Regions from separate parts of the Mus musculus genome. Here region 2 is linked to region 1. Evidence: chromatin contacts called from public Hi-C data. All regions are on one chromosome and are shown on one strand. Each heading gives the region's core, a stretch centred on a gene start, on an enhancer-like site or on the middle of the called end of the contact. The rest is flanking DNA. Distances are from core to core; before and after follow the strand shown.

Region 1 (7,904 bases), core at 3,903-6,402:
GGAAAAGACTTAAATTCAAACCTCTATCATTACCTAGCCTGAAGCAAAGTTTTAAAAACAAAACAACACAAGCATAATTCACATTTTCTGAGAGAAGGAAACTTTCTCTAAATAAGCAGCAATTATGCCAGAGACTTTATATGCTAAGCACGACTGAACGTAAAAATTCCAAAGCAGTCAACCATAGCTTTAGCACTTTGAGTATGATTAACAGAATGAACCTTCAAATGTCAATTAAATGTCAACACACTTTAAAGAGATATCCCTAAAGTCTGGTCAATGGATAACAGCATCTTATAATTTCAGGGCATCCTTAACTTAGGCATAATGTGCACGTGAGATACACACACACACACATACACACACACACACACACACACACACAGTTTTATACAATACTCACCAGCCAGATTAGTGGACTGTCCATCTTGTATCTAACCTAGAGTTTTTTTCCATCTATGACTTTGTTACACAATGATTCAAAAAAGAACACACAGCCAAGTATTACACAGCATTAGTCAATAAAAATGAAATGTAAAATAACTTTGGTTTTCACATATGACATTCTAGTTTCTATGGATCATGTGTGTGTGTGTGTGTGTGTGTGTGTGTGTGTGTAAAAGTATGCCAAGCTCCATGCCACATGCCTCAGAATTCCAGAATTTGTAAAGCTGAACTCGAGAATTATCAATTCAGGGACAGCATAGACTACACAGTAAGTTCTAGTCCACATTGGGTTAATGCAATACCTTGTCTCAATACATAAAACAAACAAATATATTAATTTAATATTAAGCATGTATAAACTTTAGCTTGTCGCTACTCCCTGAACAACACAATATAGCAACTACTTACATGGATCATGTTATATTAGGTCTAAGTCATCCAGAGATTGCTTTAGATGAGACAAAATATGTGGAGGTTATGTTCATATACTAAGCTACTTTCTATAAAGGCTTTATACTCACAGATTTTAGTATCTACAGAGGGGTGGGTCCTGGAACAAATTTACCCCCCACACACACATACACACTTTTTTTTTGTTGTTTTTGCTTTTTAATATCTATCAACAGGAACTTAATTTGTCCCCCAGGTAATTTTTTTGATATTCCATTTATCAGAAAAGGTATGTGGAATTTTAAAGTGAATACTTTTCATTTATAAATCTCTGGGATAGAACAGGTCCTAAGGCATTCAGGTCTTATAAAAACATTTGCATCCAGGTATACTCAATCCCTCAAAATGGGAAGATGCTTATAGTAAGATCATCTTCATTCAAGGATGGGGAAAGTAGAGCAAACTGACTTGGCTCACACAAACTCTGGGAAGTCTTAAAACTCATTTGGTCCAGTGCTTTCTTTTTTCATAATGTTCTCATTAAGACTTTATAACTAGGTAATAATTGGCCAAATGGTTGTAGCTACCATATGAATTCAAGTAGGGTGAGAGTTTTAAAGATGTTGGGACTCTTTGAACTATCTAGGACTAGAAAATGGTCAGATTCTGTGTAGTTCAACACAAAGACATGGCCATTGAGCTAAGCCACAATGATTGGTTGTTCCTAAACCTATGAAGAGATAGTTTTTAGAGCAGGATGGGACTCCTTTTCTTGACAAGCAAAGAGAAGAGAGATGAAGAGAAAGGATTTGAAGTGCTGCATTGGAATTGGTTCACTTATGCTAACAGCATTCTCTAATGAGCTGCTGTAAGGAGCAAATGAACTGATGCTAGAGAAAGTACTTTGACAAATCTAAATACTAAGCACAGGTAGTGTCATAAGTCTCTAAGTAGGAACCTCTTTGGCCAGAACTCCTGTTCTTTACTGACAAATGCCTGTATGAGAAAGCAAATCTGAAGCTGAATTCTGTATCCATTCCTAGCATCATAGGCAGAAACCTAATCCTTTCAATAATTCTAAGAGCTAGACCCTCTCCACCTCCCCATGAGAAGAAAAACAGCTGCTACCCCTAAGCCCAGAAAGTTCAGAATCAGTAATACTAAATTAAAATATAAAGCCAGGATTCAAAGACTGAGACAGACCACATAATCAGTGCTTTGCAAAGGGATTCAAGAAAGTATATAATTAAGTGCTAAAATACGATGGTACAAAGGGGGATGAGGATAGAGAAAGCACCTGAGCCAGGAAGCTACCATGAAACCCAAGTTAATAGCTGGCACTGCAACCTCCATCTTCCTCCTAACCATTTGCCCGCTGCTCAACAATTTCCTACTTCCTAATGTGACCTTCCATGTGCTCAGCTCTACTTAACTCATCCAGTGTGCTTCCTCTTTTCCTTCTTCAATGACTTTCCAGGGCTAAAAGGGAAAATTAAAAGGATTACAATTAAAAATTACATCTACTGAATAGATACAATGTGCTCATTTATTTGCACATGGTATTTTGATGTATAATCTTGCATAATTTTCAAAACAACTCCTATGAGACAGGCACTATTATCCCCATCTTTGTGGTAAAGCAGCTAAGGCACAGGAGGTCAGGCAAGGATGCATCTGACATCACCTGCCAGTAAATGTCATGATTGGGATCAGGTCTGGTAGAGTATTCAGCCTATTCTTTCAACTTCTCTTTCACACCCTAATTTTTTTTTCAATAAACACAAAAATCCTCACAAGTCAGGGGACATTTGTAATATAGAGCTTACAGAAGCCCTTACAGAAATTTGTCAACAAATATCTGTGACAGTAGAAGGCAGGATACATGGATGCAGCCACATACTTGTCTGCCAAAGTATCAGCATTTTTACCCAAATCATCTAATGTTGAGTGTTAAAAGGTTAAATGGGCAGCTCTCCATTGAGCATCCTCATCATGGTCTCTCAGGCTGCCATCCCAGGGGCTATTCTCAATCTCTAACCTGGAATTTAGCTAACATGGTAAGCACTAGGTTATTCCCACAAACAGGACTGAAAGGAAGCATGGGAGCTCTAGTTATTCTCTAACAGGCTTTAACTTGGTTGACTTGCAAAGACAGTAGATGAGGGATGAGACCATGTCTGGAGTCAAGGGAAATGGTTAAGCACTGTGCATCTGAGAAACTATCTTAAAACACTAATTCTTACAATTTTATGTGACCAGCTCTCAAACTGAAAGGAGTTTCTGAATACAGATTCAGGTTCCATTCACAAACAATCTAATTTGAGATACTCAATAGTGTGATGTTTTACAAGTTCTGCAAGTGCACCTTGAAACCTGTCTATAAAGAGCACACCCTGAGATATACTGTTCCCAACTCTGACACTGCTGCACAACTAGGAAACCTGACTAAAGAACACAAATTCTACAGTAAGTGTTCCAGCTCCCAGTGTTAAGACCTTAGTATTCTCCTGATGCTACAAAGCAAGTCTCAACTATAGTCCACAATGGATCTTTTCCACATCCAGTGCTTGTCTAGGGCACAGACTTTGGCAAGATGCTATTTTTGATGTTTAATTTACATTTGGTATAAGATTTGAGATTTTTTTTCTCACTGAGTATTTACTTGATTTTAAAAATATTCCTTCTTACAAATAAATTGAAAGCTTTCCTGTTATTTTCTAAATGAATTTAAAAATGAGGCAGCACTCAAGTGAAATATTATAGTTATGATTACAACATTTAATTAGACATCCAATCAATGCAAACAGCCACTGATTATTTAAGAAACACACCTCTTCAATGGCTCATGTTCAAATAAAACTAGGTCATGAAGTGTATTATGTTAATTCAACGTTGTTATCATTCTCCTAGAAACACTGCCAGTTGTCTTTGTCTTTAAATATGCATTCCTATTTTAAGCCATAAACTTTCAGGCTAGATACAAGAATTTTTCTGTAAATTTTTTCTTTGCTATCTCTCCCTTCTTTCCAGAAAAGCATGGTAATAATTCTTTTTAAGAATGGGTGGAGTGGACTTTTTATTATTTTTATCTGGGCACTGGATATTTTTTGTGAGCAAATATATGCTGAATATCTAACTTACAAACTTGCATTGTTTATAAGCTTCTAAGCTCCATGGTGGGGAGAAAATAGCCAGCGGAGCACCTGCTATAAAAGCGGCACTCTCACAAAGTGAGAAAACTGTGGTACTTGAACATGTACATACAGAGCCAATACATTCTTTATACATTGCCATAACATATATATGCAGTATTTACATGAGTTCTGTTCATAGCAAGGTTTGGTTTTACTTTGATGGAAAAATGTAGGTTATCTGATAACCAAAAGTTAAGATTTCATTATTTTACATATCTCAAATGATAATAGTTCAACGACAGTGTCAGAACAAACTTTGTAATTATTCTTTGAAATTATACACAGCACTAACACATCTCAACAAAGATGATTATGTAAGTGAGCTGACTTGGCGTCAGTGATATGAACACGGTGGCTATTTTCAATCCTTCATTAAAATTAGATCAAGATGTACTAGCATTGCTACCGTGCCTGCCCGCAAGGGAGACTTAACATTACTTTTAAGATTTACTTGGATTACAAATAAAGTTTTCTTCTCCTTCTCTTGTCACCGGAGACCCCTCCCCACCAACACCTCACCCTTCAACAAAACTTTTCAGTAGAAACCAGTGATACAGAAACCAACGCCATAAACACAAACGCCTGCCCTGGTTTATGCTCTCCTTTGCATAATAAATACTTCACGCTTCTCCAAAATGCCTGGAGAAGGGCTTGCTGGGGGCACCTGCCACTTCACCCTCAGGATTGGTTCTGTCCTGGCCCTAGGACTTCAAGGACTTCGAACAGGGTATCTAGACCAGTCTTAAGAATTGCAAATAAAGTAATGGATACCTTATTTTGCACTCTGGAAGGATCGGTGTGTTTAAGCCACCCGACTTAAAAGTTACTTCTGAGAAAGGCTGAAGGGTGAGTCCCGGGTGCATATAAATATATCCCGGCCTACCATTTCACAACTCCCGCACCACAACGAGGCTTGGAGAAAAAAGAAAAGAAAAGAAAAAAAAAAATCTCCATCGGAGACACATTTCAAAGCTACAAGACTCGAGCGGCTGTCGCCTCCGAGATCACCCACGAGGTGATCTAAGCGGTTAAATCATTGGTCCAAGGTCAAGCAGAGCCAGTCGCAAGCAGCGCAGCTCTGCGACCTTCTAACCTCTCCACCCCGCCCCCGCCAGGCCCCGGACAGCCTTCGCCCCCGAGAGGTTCCCACGGATACCGTCCCCGCGTCAGCGGCACGCCAGCGCCTCTCGCCCGACCGCACTTGTATTTGTTCTCCCCGCCCGCTCCAAAAAAAAGTATTAAAGGCTCTCCTCACGCCTCGGGCCGCGCAGGCGCTCGAGCTCGCGGGCCCCGTCCCGAAGCCGGCTCCCCAAAGCCGCGGCCCGGCTCGGCCCAGCCTGAGGAGAAGCCTCAAACTTTTCCCGGCTCGCACGTCGCGGAGTCCGGCCCGCCGCATTGTCTCCGCGGCCTGAGCGCTGCGGGCCCGGGCGAGCCTCCCCGCACCGCCGCCGCGCTCTTTGTGTGTGTGTGTGTATGTGTGTGTGTGTGTGTGTGTGTGTGTGTGTGCGCGCGCGTGTGTGAATGTGTGTGTCTGTGTGTGCGTGTGTGTGGTGGCCGCGGCTGACAGGACAGTGGAGGGCTGGGCGCGCCCGCAGCTCCGTCCCCGCCCGCCAAGGACTGCGGCGAGCTCTTCTTGCCCGGGGCGCTCGCGGGGCACGAGCAGCCAGCCGCGGGCCCGCCGCCCTCACCACCCGCGCCGCCCGCCGCGCTCCCTACCTCCGCAGCCCGCCGCGCAGCCCCGCTCCCGCGCCTCAGCCCGGCTCAGCGGCCCGGCGCGCTCGCTCAAGAACCCGGGGGGAACGCGCCCCGCCCCCTCGGCTGGCGCCGTCCAATGAGCTCAGCCCGTGGGGAGGCGGGGCCGTCCAATCAGATGTCCGGACGCCCGGCAAGTCGGCCAATAGGAAGCGACTCCGGCTACACACCCGCCCTGATCCTCGAAGAGCGAACCGCTCAGAGCCCAGAGGTGGGACCTGATCCTGCCGCCCAGAGCAAGTCCAGTCGGGCCGGGCAGCGTCGCGAGGGAGTAGGCCTGGGCAGGTCTGGAGCCTGACTGCCCTCATTGTAGGCAGGTGACGTGTGCTTGTGAGGTTCAGCAAGATCTCCGCCCTCAAACCCAGACTGCTCTCATGCAAGAGAGCTGCACACATAGGTTGGAACATTATTAATCAACGTTATTAATTTTTAAAGTTAAGTAAGGCGTCTCGCATTAGAAAACGGAATGCATAAGCAGACAGCACTCAAATTGCTTTTTCTGCGGTCTTGGACATCTGTGTTCTTAAAGAATTAGCCAGAGCACCAGGTATCTCAAACCTGCTAGTTTCTGTTCTAATAAAAATCCAGACCATTAGTGGCATATATGATTTTTCTTTTCCTAAAGGAAAATTGCATTTAGGACTTAAAAAGTGAACCTTATTGTTATGTTGCTGTTTTGAGATGGGGCCTTTCTGTGTAATTCAATCTGCTTTAACCCAATATCCTCTTCCCTCAGCCTCCTGAGTGCTGGCATCAAAAGCTCATCACAGTATCCAGTTGAGAATCTTATTTCTAAAACAAAGTCGCACAAACTATATTCAGTGAGACTTGAGTGAAATACCTGAATAGAAGCGTATAGATACAGAGGATATATTTGTAAGATATCTCTGGCTACCTATAAAAGGCATTAGTTTAAGATGGCGGTCAAAGTCGCACTACATAGAAGCAGCATAGATGTTTGCTTATTTTCTATAGCTAGTACGTGCTTGCTGTGAAAACCCACCAGGACCAAGTCAACTTTCAGGAGGATTACTTTGGGCTCGCAGTTCCACTTGGGATAAGAGTTCATGATGACAGAGTTGGGGGCCGGGGTAGCAGGTGGCAGGAACAGAAGCTGAGGACTCAGATCTTAAGCCCCAAGCGGGAAGGAAAGAAAGGCAACTCAAAACAGCAAGGAACGCTGTGTTCTTAAAGCCAGCTTCCAGAGAAATACCTCCTCCAATAGGGCCACACTTCCTAAGCCTCCCCAAACAGCATTACTAACTATGGAATGAGGATTCAAACTTGAGACAAACACTTTATCCAAACTACCTCAGCCAGAATTACTCAATTTTCATTTTCTATGAAGTCAATAGTTTTATTGACTTCCTTTCTAAAAGTGGACCACATGATAATGAAAAAAATATTCTGTAACACATATTTGCATAATTTAGAATAAAACTTTTATCTATTTGTGTACTTCAAAGAGCTGCCATCCCCTATTAATTTTGACAATAAACTGCTTTTTAAAAATATTTGTACATGTGACCTGGGCCTTTACATAAGTTGTTTTGATGACTCTGAAAGAATGATCTGTAAAGTGAAGCAAATGGGGGAGGGGGGAGGGAAGGAAGGAGAAAGAGAGAGAGAGAGAGAGAGAGAGAGTGTGTCAAACAAGAAAAAGTATTTTGTTACCACCCTTATTTTACAGAAAGTCACTGTGACTACCTTGAAGAGAAAGGATGATATCCAAGACTTAGTTTTTGTCAAAAAGATCCAAGTTGTGGCCCGATTTGGGGCACACTGGTTAATGGCTAACTCTGTAACAAGAGAACAATATGCCCAGCTCTCCTGGCTTCGCTGGGTGCAATCCAGCTAAGATAGTTGTCAAGCACTTTGTTTTCCGTAAGATCCAGTGCCAAGTGCAATGCGGCCTAAAGCATATTGTTATTCTTCTCAACTTCACTGTCAATATTTGCCCACCGGCAGCCAATGAACGTTTCCTCGCTCTTCATGGTTTTTCCATCCACGTATTTTTTTTTTTTTTGACCCATCAGTTTTCTCTTCAAATAGATAGGAATTAAGCTCCTACAAATTCTAGAAAACCAAACCCCGGTACTTCTGTTAGGTACTGCAGCAGCG
Region 2 (7,904 bases), core at 3,207-5,706, 1.4 Mb before region 1:
AAGCTATTTATTATTAAAAATCAAGGAAAGATTTTTAATATAGCTCTCCAATTCTTCGAAATTTGGACTTAACGGTTCTGGCCATTTGGAATGTTAATACCTCCCTAGGTGGTTTTAATGAGTGGCCAAGGTCAGACCAATGGGGCATAGAAAAGAATCCTAAAGTGTTTTGTCAAACTAAGATGCAGAGTGGTTTCCAGGGAGCTTGTGAAATGGCAGACTGCTTGGGTGGGATGGGGTGAGGCCATAGACTGTGGAGCTCTAACAGATCCATAAGCAGTGCCCTCCCTATAAAGAACATGAATAAATCTGATTTGCAGATAGAGACTTGCCTCTGAAGTCGTGGGAAGCGCACGCGAAAGGTGGAGTGATGAACTTCCTGAGGGTCGGGGTGCTCACGGTTAACACAGACAACAGATTAAGAGCATAAGGCATCAACTGTGATTATTCTGTGTGTGGCACAGGACACTAAAGCCCGATTCTTAGTCCAAGATCATAATCAAAAGGAAAAAAAGAGGGAACAATTATTTCTGAATCTTTTCATACACTACTGGCATTTGTTTTCAAAGTATAAAGTCCCCAGACACTATGTGTTTCTAGGACAATTTTTGGATATTCAAAAATTGAAAACTATTCTCATAATAATATGTTATTTGCCACTGTTCTGGCTAAGTTTATGTCAACTTGACATACAAATTATGCCTCCATCAGATCCAGCTGTAAGGCATTTTCTTAATTAGTGATCAATGTGGGAGGGCCCGGCTCATCTTGGGTGGGGCCATCCCTCGGGTGGTGGACTTTAGTTTCATAAGTAGGCTGAGCAAGACAAGAGGAACAAGCTGTGAGGACAAGCTAGAAAGCAGCACCCCTCCATGGCCTCTGCATCAGTCTCTGCCTCCAGCTTCCTGCCCTGCTTGAGTTCCTGTCCTGACTTCTTTCAATGACGAACAGTGCTGTAGAAATGTAAGCTAAATAAACCCTTTCCTCCTCAAGTTGCCTTTTGGGCATGGTATTTCATCACAGCAATAGAAACCCTAACTAAGACATACATTTTAAAAAGCAATTCTGACATTTGGGCACATGATTTAAAGGGGATTTCGTGGGGACTGCTGGCATATTATCATGAAACAAGACCCTAACTGTCCTTGCTTTTGCATTCTTCACCACTACACACAAATACAACAACACAACTACTTATTACTTTGTTTGATGAAACAATAAAAATTCATTTTATTAAATTTCAACCTGTAAGTTTTGACCTCTGTTCGGTAAGATAAAAAAGGACGTATAGGGGCTGGAGAGATGGCTCAGAGGTTAAGAGCACTAACTACTCTTCCAGAGGTCCTGAGTTGAAATCCCAGCAATCACATGGTGGTTCACAGCCACCTGTAATGAGATCTGACGCCCTCTTCTGGTACATCTGAAGACAGCTACAGTGCACTTACATATAATAAATAAATAAATCTTAAAAAAATAAAATAAAAAAGGACGTATAATGTCCCACTCTATAGCAAAGTATGATGGTGGTTACCAGACAAGGTTCCTTAAAACTCTTAGAGCTGAAAGCCAATCTTCCTGACACAACAGCATTCTTTATTTGAAAAAACAACTGAAACTAAAGTGACTTAGACTTTGGTTTTTAGTGGTACTTCTCAAATGAACAAAAATGAAATATCACTTACAAAACCTACAGAGGGTTTAACCAGCATAGATGTTGGTGTCAGAGCTGAGCTTGTTCCCAAGACCCATAAATAGAAGGAAGTTGTCCTCTGGCCTCCACCCACACATTGCGGTGCACTCTCTCATGCATGAACACATGCACACACACACCTGCACTGACTCCACCCCAGCCCCAGGAACAACACACATACAAACCATACAAATGAATAAAGTGTAATTTAACATATATTTTTTAAAGATTGATTTATTTATTTCATGTATGTGAGCACACTATCGCTGTCCTCAGAGACACCAGAAGAGGGCATCGGGTCCTCATTACAGATGGTTGTGAGCCACCATGTGGTTGCTGGGAATTGAACTCAGGACCTCTGGAAGAGCAGTCAGCGCTCTTAACTGCTGAGCCATCTCTCCAGCCCTAAAGTGTAATTTAAAACCTCAAGCTTTTGAGTGACATTTAGAAACTTGGAAAGCTTGAACACAGTAGTGTGAGCTTGACAACTTTTCAATACTTAGGACTTCTCAGGACATTTCTGACCAGATCTGTGTTTAATAAGTGTAATATATGATGCTGCCTAATTCAGTATATCCATATTTAGGAGATGAACTGCGAGTTACCACTAGCTCCTAAGTAGCAAACAGAGATCACAAAACAGAGCCAGGAATGGGCAAAAGCTCCCCTCAGCACTTAGTCGGACTCATGGCCTTGAACGTAAGGGAAGACAACGCTCTCGGTTTTAGATTGCACACTGCCACAGAACCTGAAGAAACTGGTATGTGCTAGCTTTTGGTGCAATCACAAAGAACATCTCCAGCTACCAAAACAGTCCTCTACTTCTGACTAGGTTTTGTACACACACTTCAACCAAAATAACTTTCTTGAAGACAGAACGAAAAGCAGACATGAATACAGCTCCTTTCTAATAAGCCAAGCACTAAACAGACTGACAGTAATTTTTGTTTGTTTGGGGGTTTTTGTTGTTGTTTTTTGTTTTGTTTGTTTTTTGAGACAGAGTTTCTCTGTGTATCTGTGGCTGTCCTGGAACTCACTCTGTAGACCAGGCTGGCCTTGAACTCAGAAATCCACCTGCCTCTGACTCCCAAGTGCTGGGATTAAAGGCGTGTGCCACCACTGTCCGTTTAATTTTTAGTAAATCACATTTTGCACCTCGCAACAGTACTTCTCTACTGCCGGGTTGTTCCTGATTCAAGGCCACAAACTATCCAAAGGCTACTTTTCCACTGGCACTTTCTTCCAACAGTATCCTCTCCCAAGTCCTATTTCCCTTATAAAATCATATTTTCTCTTTCAATGCTTAAGATCTCTATTTCCTAACTTATGATCAGCCCCCTCTTAAAAAGCCACTTATTATTTTGTTTGTATCCTCCTAGATAAAACTACTGTATCCACAGTAAAACTACTGTGCTTTAAATGCTTTTTCATTAATCAAGATACTCCAACTCTACGTTCCTGCTGGTAACATGCTTATTTTTCACTAAACATATGGGCTGGGAAAGCCAGTGAATTCTCTCCTAGTACAGGGCTAGATAGCCTCCCTCCAGGACACAAGCTAAGCATGGCCCAGGGCAATGGGATTTGTTAAAGTGAAGGGAGCATGCCAGTACTAAGACTGAATTTAGGGTTCCTGAACATGCAAGGCAAGTGTCGTGTGCGTGTGTGTGTCTGTGTGTGTGTCTGTATCTCTGTGTGTGTGTGTGTGTGCGCGCGTGCGCGCGCTACCTGATGAAAAACTGAAAAACTTGACTACCTGAACAAACTACCCAAGGGTCAGTATAGGGAATCTGAAACACATCGGACGAGTTTCAAAATGCAAACACTAACTGACCATAGGACTGAAGTCTTTGTAGAGTGGGGAAGGATTTGACAATATGAAATGTCATAAGAGAAGCAAACTAAACGAAGTCAGAAAGTAACAACCAGGTCACTCTGAGTCACTACAGTTGGGTTTTGTGCACCCAATGATCAGAGAAGTCTGGAAAAGAAGGCACCTGAGGTCAGACAGGTAATAACCTCCCGCCTGGCCAAGCGGCTCTACAGCGTTCTAAGTGGAATGTAATACCTAGAACGTGACACTCACGTCATCAAGGCAGAATCGCACAATGGGCGCGGGGAAACAAGGGGGGGCGGGGGGGGAAGGAGGCATTTAAACAAATAAACAATTGATTCTGTCAGAGCCCAGAAGCCTGGCCCAGAGGCGGTGAGGACTCCAATTCAAGCCGTGATCACGCCTTTCTCCACCCCGAGGGTCGCTCGTCCCCAAACTCACCCGCCAGCTACATTCTCAGACAAGAGACAGAAGCTGGCTGAAGTTAGGAAGGAGACCGCGGAGGATCAGCGCCTCTTCGCCTTCCTCCGGAGACCCTCGCGGACCCAGCAGAGAGCAGGGCGGGCGAGGAGGGTCCCCGACAGGCGAGGCCAGCGCTGGCCCGCCCTCCTCCTCCTCCCACCCCCTCACCCTGGGAGAACTCGGAGCGCCTCCCCTACCAGGAGCAAGAGGCCGAAGATGCACCAGCCGATCACCAGCTCGGCCGCCGCCGCCGCCATCTTCGCTTCCGGTCCGGATAAGCCCAAAGGGGTGGGGAGGGAAGGCACGGGACGGGACGGGACGGAACGAAGAGGGACCCGGAACTGCGCAGCCTAAAGGTTAAAGGGGCGGAGGGGCAGAGCGGAGGGTTGCCAAGGAGACCCGGCCCGCGAGCGTCCCCTGGCGACCAGCCGAGCCGAGGCGGGGCGCACCCGACGCACCGTGACGTCACCACGCTGCCCGCCCACGCGCGGCCTGCGTGCCACTTGATCTTGCTGGCACTCTAGGAGCTTTACGGAGGCAGGGCTGTGTCTGTGCCTCTGAATGTAGAGTGACATTACGGGTTTTCATTGCTTCCAAAAACAAGGTTTTGATCCCATTATGCAATCAGAAGTCATCCTGGTGCAGGAATGACTCAGAATAAAAGAATGTCATCTGCCCAGATGACTTTATAATTTGCTGATGACCAGGTCACGTCATTGCTTGACGGCACTGTGCTACCACGTGATGTTTCGTTTTGTTTTGTTTTTTCCATCTGCGCGTACCTGTGAATTTCCATGATGGTTTCATACAATTAAAATGTCCGAGTCTATGAACTGTAGGTGCTAATAATATGCTCAAGTGAACAAAACAGAGATTGTTGTAAATCTTATGTGAAGCTGAGGGAAAACCTGGGATGCTTGCCTGGGTCCCGTGGTGTATTAGTGTGTATTTAAATTGAATAAACAAACCCCGGCGTGATATTTAGTTTTGATTGTGGACGTTTGTCTGTGGGCTTGATACAATGCAGAACCATCTCGGAAGACTCAGTGACAAATTGTCTCGAATACATTGTCCTGTGGGCTTGTGAGGGATTTTTTCCTTTAATTGGGCTGAGGTGAGAAGCCCCACCCTGAATGTGGGTGGTAACATTTCCACATCCCTGGACCAGAACTGAAGACTTACTTAGCATGCGTGCATAACTCATTGCTGTGTGCGCTTGACCTTGGATGTGAGTAGCCACCTCTAGTTCCTGCTGTCTATAACATCACCACAACAATGCGCTGAAACCTTGCACTGTGAACCCAATAAACACTTCCATCCTTAGGACACTAAGACACTTAGGATGCAGTCAAAACAGTTTATGGATGAACTCCATCGTCGCTATAGTTTATTCTGCTGTGATATTATTACTCACCTTGGTCTTATTTCTGACTGGAAGTCTGCAGTAGTTAAGGGTTGGGTAGAAGTGTCGAAATGAGAAGAAAGTGGAAACAGAATGTGTTTTATATGAACCGGTCCCATCAGAAACTCTCTGGTGGAAGTGTGTGTCCGTCTCTGAGATCTCATGTGTGTCCCCAAGTGCATCACCAACAAGTCATGCTTGTGCTTTACTTCTTGAGCCAATGCCTTTTAACCCTTCTGTAGTAGGCTTGCTGGTTAGAGGAGATATCAAAAACCACCTGAGACCAGTCATCCCTGTTGTCTTCAATGGCCCAAATCCTCTTTGAAAACGATCACATAATCAGTAATTTTGTGAGCACAAGCTGTTCCTCCTGAAGCTGCATTTCCCTAATTCTGCCATGGAACAAATAACTTACTTTTGCATATTTCCATAGGATTCAGATCCCATTCCACATTGGTATGAATCAGACAACACCTTTCTCTATATCGTAGTATTATGTCCATTTTCAAATAGGTTCCTTGAGACCTCTTCCATTAGGCAGTTGTCCATCACTAAGTGAAAGTACTTGAGATAATCAATTTATAAGTCTTATTATGGTTTATGATTTCAGAGGTTAGAACCCATGGTTATCCAATCTATTGCTTTGACTCATGGTGTCTTACATGGTATATTATGTAAGACTGTGTGGTAGAGAAAAACTTTACCTCATGGCAGCTGAAGAACAAAAATAGAGGAAGCGACTGAGTCCACTTGTGGTGGTTTTGTAGTTCTACCTCCTCTGTTTCCTCTCTAAAGTATCCAGACACAGCTGATACACACCAGGTTTGAAGGATGAAGCAGCATTCGGAACCAGTGGGGTCTACAGGACTCCAGTCTAGTGTGAGCAGGTGCCAGGGAGAAGGCCTTCTCCAAGGATTTTGATGAATAGCTCTCTTAGACCATCTTAGCTTGTGTACATACCTTTCTTCAGGGAGGGCTTGTATGCGTACACTTTATTCAGGGCAGAGAAGGACTATATATGAGCAGAGAGAAAGAGAGAGAGAGAGAGAGAGAGAGAGAGAGGTAGAAGATGAGAGAAACTGGATTCCTCAGACAAGGTTCCAGAAAGGGAAGCCTTGCTGGTGAAGGAAGTCTTCCATTTTGTGTGGAGATCAGAGGAGCTATCCCGACCCGACATGGTAGACTATCCCTTTCATTTGCAGGCTTTCCCCACAGGTTTAAATAGATATGGCTCCAATAAACTCATGTGTTTGAATGCTTGCTGGGCCCATAGGGAGTGACACTGTTAGGAGGTGTGGCCTTGTTGGAGTAGGTGTAGCCTTGTTGGAGGAAGTGTGATGTATTGTGTGGGGGAGGGGCTTTGAGGTCTCCTATGCTCAAGCTACACCCACTGGGGCTCCCAGTCTCATTTTGCTGCCTGCGTGGATCAAGATGTAAAACCCTCAGCTCCTCCAGCATTATCTCTGCCTGCGTACTGCCATGCTTCCCACCATGATGATAATGGGCTAAACCTCTGAAACTGGAAGCCAGCCCCAATTTAGTGTTTTTTTTTATAAGAGTCGCTGCGGTATCTCTTCACAGCAATGAAACTCTAACTAAGACACCTCTCAAAGGTCATGCCTTTGGTGGCCTAATTTTCATTAGGACCCACTTTCTGTGGTCTTTCCACCTCCCCAAAGCACTGCATTCTGGGGATTCCATCTCCTTCAGTACTCAAGTGTTTGCCTCATGTTTCAGATCCAGACTATGGATTTCTGTCATATGAGATTGCTTCTAATCCGTTAGTTATTTTTTTAGCAAAGGATTGCCAAAACTGTGTACACAAATATGCATACATTTCTCTCAGTCAGCAGCATGGAAGAGTGCATAATTTAAATTCAAAGCTCTGAATTAGGTTGTAAAGCTGACTGTATGGGAAATTCTAGGCAAGTAAGGCTGGTTTGAAGCTTCTCTCTCCCCCCTCCCCCCTCCTTTCTTTTTGAGACAGGATTTCTCTGTTTAGCCCTGGCTGCCCTGGAACTCACTCTGTAGACCAGGCTGGCCTCGAACTCAGAAATCCACCTGCCTCCGCCTCCGCCTCCGCCTCCGCCTCCGCCTCCGCCTCCGCCTCCGCCTCCGCCTCTGCCTCCGCCTCCCAAGTGCTGGGATTAAAGGCGTGCGCCACCACTGCCCGGCTCTTGTTCTCTTAAAGGCAGGCTAAATTTACAGAATGATTCCATAGTAGGATGGTGTATAACTAGCTTGGCTGGAAGGTCTGTTCTCCCAAAGTTCAGTTAGATATGTTCATAGAAATCTATGGCTATGGTTAGCCAAAGGGAGAGGCTTTTTACAGCTCAAGAAAAGTGAGTGGGAGAGTGGCCGGGAGGGAGGGAAAGTGATATAATGCTGTTTAAATTAAATACAGAGAGATGAAGAGGGGTTGGAGAGATACCTCAGGGTTAAAAGAACTTTCTGTTCTTCCAGAGGTCCTGAGTTCAATTCCCAACAACCACATTGTGGCTCACAAGCATCTGTAA

Evidence for each region. Hi-C and Micro-C count contacts between places; a contact is called where the count stands out from the background.
Region 2: a contact with region 1 is called in a Hi-C map of rod photoreceptor, with 7 times the contacts expected there. The contact joins the promoter of Lmbrd1 here to the enhancer-like site in region 1.

Annotation. Positions count from the first base shown.
Region 1 is chr1:23,254,164-23,262,067 of GRCm38.p6, reverse strand. No RefSeq gene overlaps it. Among named protein-coding and RNA genes, the nearest start is that of Mir30a, 14 kb to the left of the region's middle. Within about 2 kb of position 5,152, at least 346 of the 459 cell types and tissues checked have an H3K27ac peak or open chromatin away from gene starts, as enhancers often do. A contact at or near this core is called in rod photoreceptor, where this site is marked.
Region 2 is chr1:24,675,096-24,682,999 of GRCm38.p6, reverse strand. Lmbrd1 (LMBR1 domain containing 1) reads right to left here and starts at 4,456. Exons shown (of 16, transcript NM_026719.2): 1 at 4,184-4,456. The coding sequence starts at 4,243.